2 separate regions of the Rattus norvegicus genome follow, and region 2 is linked to region 1. The links are chromatin contacts, called in public Hi-C maps. All regions are on one chromosome and are shown on one strand. Each heading gives the region's core, a stretch centred on a gene start, on an enhancer-like site or on the middle of the called end of the contact. The rest is flanking DNA. Distances are from core to core; before and after follow the strand shown. Region 1 has its middle 92 kb from the start of Agtr1a. Region 2 holds the start of Mboat1 (membrane bound O-acyltransferase domain containing 1).

What was found. A called contact is a pair of places that touch in the nucleus more often than the background predicts.
Region 2: a contact with region 1 is called in a Hi-C map of liver, with 5 times the contacts expected there. The contact joins the promoter of Mboat1 here to the enhancer-like site in region 1. A contact is called at or near these places in 6 of 12 Hi-C or Micro-C datasets (the A7r5 cell line, Schwann cells, kidney and 2 more).

Annotation. Positions count from the first base shown.
Region 1 is chr17:34,525,486-34,528,755 of GRCr8, reverse strand. No RefSeq gene overlaps it. Among named protein-coding and RNA genes, the nearest start is that of Agtr1a, 92 kb to the right of the region's middle. Within about 2 kb of position 1,680, at least 1 of the 93 cell types and tissues checked has an H3K27ac peak or open chromatin away from gene starts, as enhancers often do. A contact at or near this core is called in liver, where this site is marked.
Region 2 is chr17:34,652,155-34,655,424 of GRCr8, reverse strand. It overlaps Mboat1 (membrane bound O-acyltransferase domain containing 1), which reads left to right and starts at 1,727. Exons shown (of 13, transcript NM_001109120.1): 1 at 1,727-2,007. The coding sequence starts at 1,912.

The DNA of each region.
Region 1 (3,270 bases), core at 431-2,930:
GAAAGGAGCATCAGTAGAGAATGCTAATAACATTTCAAAAAAACTCCAGCTGACATTCAAGGCTACGTAGTGGGACTTTCTCTCAAAAATCAAAAGAAAATTAAACTGACAACCCATACACATATCTCGGCACTGGTAGAATCCAAATGTCCAGAGCATGTACAGTTCATTCCGATGTTCCGATTTTATCGCTGGGCAACAAAACTGAAATGGGAACTCTGAGTGACTGCATAATGTAATTCTGTCCTTTAAAAGCCAAAGCTTGAAGCAGTGGTTTGCCAACTGGAGCCTTTCCCCTGCCCCTTTCTTTCTTTTCAAAGACAAAGACTCACATAACCCTGCCTGGCCTCTAACTCTTACCTGGACAAGGATCATTTTAAGCTTCTGATCCTCCTGCCTCCACTCAGTTAGTGCTGGGATTACAGTGCTCGTGTATGCAGTGCTAGAGGTAGAGCCCATGTCTTCCTGCAGGCCAGGAGAACACCACTGAGCTATGTCTCCAGCTGCAAGTTGGATTCTCATGCTAACCCCTCACCCATACCAGTATGCAAAGGCCTGCTGTAAATGTGTGACACATAAACTCACAGCAGTAGTTTGGTCTTCGGTTCCAGCAGGAAGTCTGAGCAGTATTCCAAGAAGAAAGCGGTTAAACCCAGACCTGCTGCCTTTGGGACTTTGCTGAATCAGTTTCCTGTGAGTCCCGGGCAGCTCCCATCGGAGAATGACAGCAAAGAGCAGGAGGAAGCTCTGTAAAGAGCCAGTGCAGGAGTGGAAACGGTGGTGCGGAAGCTTAGTTTTGATTTGAAACAGGGTCTCCTGTTGCCCCAGCTGCCTTGAGATTCCTGGGCGCAAGAATGCTCCTGCCTCAGTTTCCCCACACTTAGGACTACACTGGCCTTTGCTTTTCCTTTTGCAAAGCAGCTTGGGAAAGAAGGAAAGGAGTGAGTGATTGCTGGGTTAATGATTTCCTAGCTTCCTAAGCTTCAGTGTGTGTGTGTGTGTGTGTGTGTGTGTGTGTGTGTGTGTGTGTGTGTGTGCTGCATGTGTCATGTTGCATGCATGTGCAGAGGTCAGAGCACAAGTCTGTAGAGTTAGTTCTCTCCTTCCACCTCTATGTGAGTTCTGAGTACTTGGATAAGGAGAATTGTGTATATTGAGGGTTTGGGGGTGGGGAGATGATTGGACCAATAAGAACTCTTGCTGCTTTACCAGAGGATTGGTTTCTAGCACTCACACCACGCAATGTAATTCACAACCACCCGTAACCCTAGCTTTAGGAGATCAGAAGCCCTTTACAGGCCTCTGAAGGCATGCGGACGGACAGACAGACAGACAGACAGACACACACACACACACACACACACACACACACACACACACACACACCAACATTGAGGGAGAGAGAGAGGAATTTTAAATCTTTCTATTTTTATTTTATATGTATGAATATTCGCCTGCATGTATGTATGTGCACTAAGTTTGTTCACATGCCCAAGAAGCCAGAAGAAGGCTTGGCCAAGCACTCCCTGAGCCACCTCTCCAGCTACTGAAACAAGTCTTTTTTAAAGGGGGATAAAAAGCACCTCTCTTCGCTGAGTGATCCCCCTGGCCCTCAGGCTAACCTAAAGTCTACTCTTGCAATGTGGGTTTGAGGGGAAGCAATGCCAGAGTACCTGAGTGCTTACTAACCATCTCAGTTGGCCAGCTACCAATCTTTGCATGAATGAGATTTCTCTGAAGTGGCATGAAAGAGCGGCCTCTTGTGGCCACTTTCAGTAATTTCAGGTGGCTGGCTCTGCTTGTTAAATTCCAATGTTCCTTTGTGGTTCCATTCACACCAGGGTTGCACTCTTTAACCTCTCTGCTACCCCCTTCGAACTGTAGCTGCTAGTCTGTCATAGAAAAGACCACGTTCTTATCGAGTGGAATGCTGAAAACAATGATGACCCCAGTTGCCTCTTCCTACTTTAGTTACAAATATGGAATGGTGGGTAGACTTAAAAAAGCAGACGCATTGGAGGTGAAACCAGCTACAGGTTAAGGTTTATGCTTCAAGTTTGCTGTGTGACCTTCGAGAACATGAACAGCCTTTCTTTCTTTTCTTTTTTTCCTGTTTTTACTAAATTTGGTATTTCTTATTTCAAATGTTATTCCCTTTCCCAGTTTCCTGTCCATCAGCCCCCTAACCTGTCCCCCTCCCCTTCTATAGGGTTGTTCCCCTCCCCATCCATTCCCCATTACTGCCCCCCCACAACAATCCCCTACATTGGGGGTCCAACCTCGGCAGGACCAAGGGCTCCCCTTCCACTGGTGCCCCAACAAGGCTATTCTCTGCTACATATGCAGTTGGAGCCCTGGGTCAGTCCATGTGTAGTCTTTGGGTAGTGGCTTAGTCCCTGGAAGCTCCGGTTGCTTGGCATTGTTGTTCTTATGGAGTTGCAAGCCCCTTCATTTCTTTCAATCCTTTCTCTAATTCCTCCAACAGGGGGCCCATTCTCAGTTCAATGGTTTGCTGCTAGCATTTGCCTCTGTATTTGACATGCTCTGGCTGTGTCTCTCAGGAGAGGTCTATATCCGGTTCCTGTCGGCCTGCACTTCTTAGCTTCATCCATCTTATCTAATTTTGGTGGCTGTATATGTATGGGTCACATGTGGGACAGGCTCTGAATGGCCATGAACAGCCTTCTGCACTTGTCCTGTTAAGTGAGTCAGTATCTAATGTGAGTTTTAAATGAGATAGTGTGAGGAACTGAGTCAAAGATTCCTGCAGTGATTGTATAGTTTAAATACGTCGTTGTGAAATTCTTTTGATTATCACTTTTCTTCCTGTAAGATTACGGGACATATAAGATGACCACATGTTGCTTGTCTTTTAACCTTTTATTTATTTACTTAACATTTTATTATTTATTTATTGTTTTCTAGGTAATTCATTTTGAGTGACTAGTTTCTGGAGGAAAATGCAGGCCTTTGATAGTTCCTTTGCTGACAATTTAATGTTCTGGTCCTGGTGGCTTGGGCATATTTCTGAACCAAGAAAGAAGCTCATTCTGGGAAAATTTAATCTTTACGTCTGTAATCTGTTAGAGGTTGCAACAAACAGCTCCTGGCTCACGTATGACGCGACAGCACAGTCACCTGTGTGCTCCTGCCTGGGGCCACTCGGCTCAGCCATGCTGTGGCTTAAGCTGGCTCTCTCCCTTTCTCTTCCTGCCTCCTTTGTTTTTCAACAAAACACTAGGACCTACGGAGAATCTGTAAGCTGAGTTA
Region 2 (3,270 bases), core at 478-2,977, 130 kb before region 1:
CATCATCATCAATGTCATCATCATCATCATATCATCATCATCATCATCAATGTCATCATCATCATCATATCATCATCATCAATGTCATCATCATCATCATCATATCATCATCATCATCATCATCATCATCATCATCATCATCTTGTAAAGATGCTGAGAAATAGCTTCAGCCTCAGTGTCTCTCCTCTGAGGAAGACTTCATGTTCAGTTACTTCCCACTCCTACAGAAAGGCTCTGATTTCCAGTCGCTCCATGGTCCAAGCAAAGGCTGCAGGGGCTGGCAAGATGTCTCAGTGGTTAAGGCCATTAAGAATGTTTCCGACTCCTCTGGAGGACTGGACTTCAGTTGCCAGCACTCATGATGAACTGCCCACTACTGCCTGTAACTCCATCTCTGACTGTCTTCTTCAGCTTCCACAGGCTGGAGCAGACACACAGACACAGACACAGACACAGACACAGACACAGACACAGACACAGACACAGACACACACACACAGACACAGACACAGACACACACACACACACACACACACACACACACACACACACACACACACAGAGGGATCTCTCAGTTTCTGACTTCCTTTCTCTCCAGTATGTAGGTTCCTGGGTGTTTCTCAAACTTCCATTATGAGCAGCTACTCTAACACTAGGCTAGATGTAGCAGAAACCTGTGGGGTGCTGGAAGGGTCTCTCTGATGTTTTAAAATATCTATCAGTGAGTTGAAAAGGATTTCTCAAGAAATAGCGATACAGAGCTGTTTCAGCAAGTGGAAGATCTGTCAGCGCGTGCGTAGTAAACAGAGCTTACTGGAGAGAAAATCCAGAGTGAAATGAGACAAGTCACAGAAGCTAGCTGTCTGCAGTGTCTGCTTGCAGGAAGCAGGGGCAGTGGATTAGAGTGATGGAAACTGTGGCTTAACCAGAGAAGGTAAAGAAAGGACCCTTGGGTGCCGTAGAGATGGCTCAGGACCTAAGAGCAATTGCTTTTGCTGCAGAGGACCTGAGTTCAATTTCCAGCACCCACATGGTGGCTCACAATTACCTGCAACTCCATGGTCTCCTCCAGTCTCCAGAGGCAACCACTCACAAATACACACACATATATGTAAAGTAAAATAAACGAGGAGAGAGAGAGAGAGAGAGAGAGAGAGAGAGAGAGAGAGAGAGAGAGAGAGAGAGAGAGAGAGAGAACGAGCCAGACAGGAGGACCAGGAATTCAGAACACAACCAACCAAACAAACAACAACACGGGAGAAAAATAGATAGGGAAGGAGGGATGGAGGGAAGGAGGTAGCAGGAGGAGGAGAGGGGAGAAGGAGCAGAAGGAGAAGAATAATTTAGAGTGGAGCTTTATGGTTGGTGCACACCTGTAATTCCAGTATTTGGAAGTTCAGGGACAGTCTGGGCTACAGGAGATCCTGCCTCTAAATTGCAAATAAATAAATCTTTAAAATGTGAACAGAATGGCGGTGTTGGCTAGCTCGAAGGTCTCTTCTGGCTTCCGGAGTAGCAGCAGGAGCCAGGCCTGAAAAAAAGTGCACAGGACACCCCAGCTGCTTGGGAGGAGGGTGAGATGGCACCCAAGGAACCCGGATCGGGCCGCTGACTGCCGCGGTGAAGGCCGGAGAGCTGGGGAACAGGCAGGGCGTCTCCTGGCTGCCCGGGGCCGGGCTCCTGGGGATCCGCGCCCCTCTCCGTCTGGCTCCTCCTCCGGGGCGTCCCCGACTGCTGGCCAATGGGCGGCAGGCGCCGTGGAGCGGGAAGCAGAACGCAGGGGCCCTGCCCTCCCAGGCGCAGGGTCCCGCAGCGCCAGGTCCGCGCCCTGGAGTCGGAGCCAGGTTCCCGCGAGCCCTCGAGGTGGCCAACGTGCAGCTCCGGGGCGACAGAGCACGCTGAAGATGCAGGATGGCAGCGCGGTCGCCCGCCAGCCTCTCCTATCGCACCACGGGCTCCACCTGCCTGCACCCGCTCAGCCAGCTCCTTGGCATCCCGCTAGATCAGGTAACAGCGTCCCACCGGCCATGCAGACCGGATTGCGACCAGGTCTTCGCTCACAGCCTAGTTTACGGCCTTGAACCCTACACGTGCGAGAGCTTTTTCTTTCTCTTTTTTTCTGAGTCGGTTGCTTTTTGTGTGTGAAAACTATCGGTCCACCTATGTTAGCAAGTTGGACTGAACTTAAGTTTTGGTCTGTGATCGAATTCTTTAGAGGCGTGATTTATGAATCCAGCATCTCCCCACCAGTATAGTTAAGTCTTTGTGAGTTTTAAATTTAGGCGATCCTACTTTAAGACTAAGTCTGATCAAGCTGGGTGTGGTAGATCACGCCTTTAATCCTAGTTCTTCAGAGCCCAGGGCAGAAAAATTGCTGCGAATTCCTGTCTTCTCTGTCTAGGGTGCAGAGTGAGAAGCCTCAATCCTCAAACAAAACCAAACAAAAAGTAAAAAGCCTGACTAACCAGATGTGTAGGTATACAGTAAGGGATATGGTGATGACGTTTTTGTTTTGTTTGTTGAAACAGCATCTGGCCCTGTAGCCCAGACCGCCTTGGCACTCACTGAAGTTCAGGCTGACATAGAAGTCTCTATTTTGTCTAGGCTGGGCTAGAACTTGTGGCCATCCTCTTGCTACAGTGTTGAGATGCTTTTCTGAGGGTCTTTATTACTCAGTTCTCATTCATCCCTGTTGTGAGAAGCTGTTGTGTAGGGCAGGTCCTGGGAGGAGAGGGGATACGGGGGACTGCTCAGGAATCCCCTGCTACATTACAGGTAAAACTGGCAACGGTAACCTGGAAAGGAATCTTGCCAAAGACAGCTGGGGTGTAGTTCGGTGGTTAGAGTCCTGGAGGGTCTGGTCTGGCTGTTGGCCTCAGTACTAGGGAAAGAAAAATCTTCCTGAGGTGTGTGTAGTCTTGCATTATTTCCTTTGTGCCCTCAGGCTATCTATGTCCCCTGTGTAGGATGCTTAATGGTTTAAATGGAATCAGGCAGGACAGGTTGCAGTAAGACCCTGCTCTTTTTACTAATCTGTTTCCACTGAATTTCCCCAGTCGAGCTTCATTTGCTGGTATTGAGGCGCTTGTATTTCCAGCACTAGGGAAATGGACAGGAAGATTGCTTCAAGCCAGAGAGCTGCCTAGGCCCTGTGGAGAGTACCAAGCCAGTGTGGGCTACATAGTAAAACCCTGGCTCAAAGATGCAAAACAAAACAAAATCTCCTGTTCTTAGAGCTGTTTCCATCTTTCCTTCTGTCCATGTGTCCTC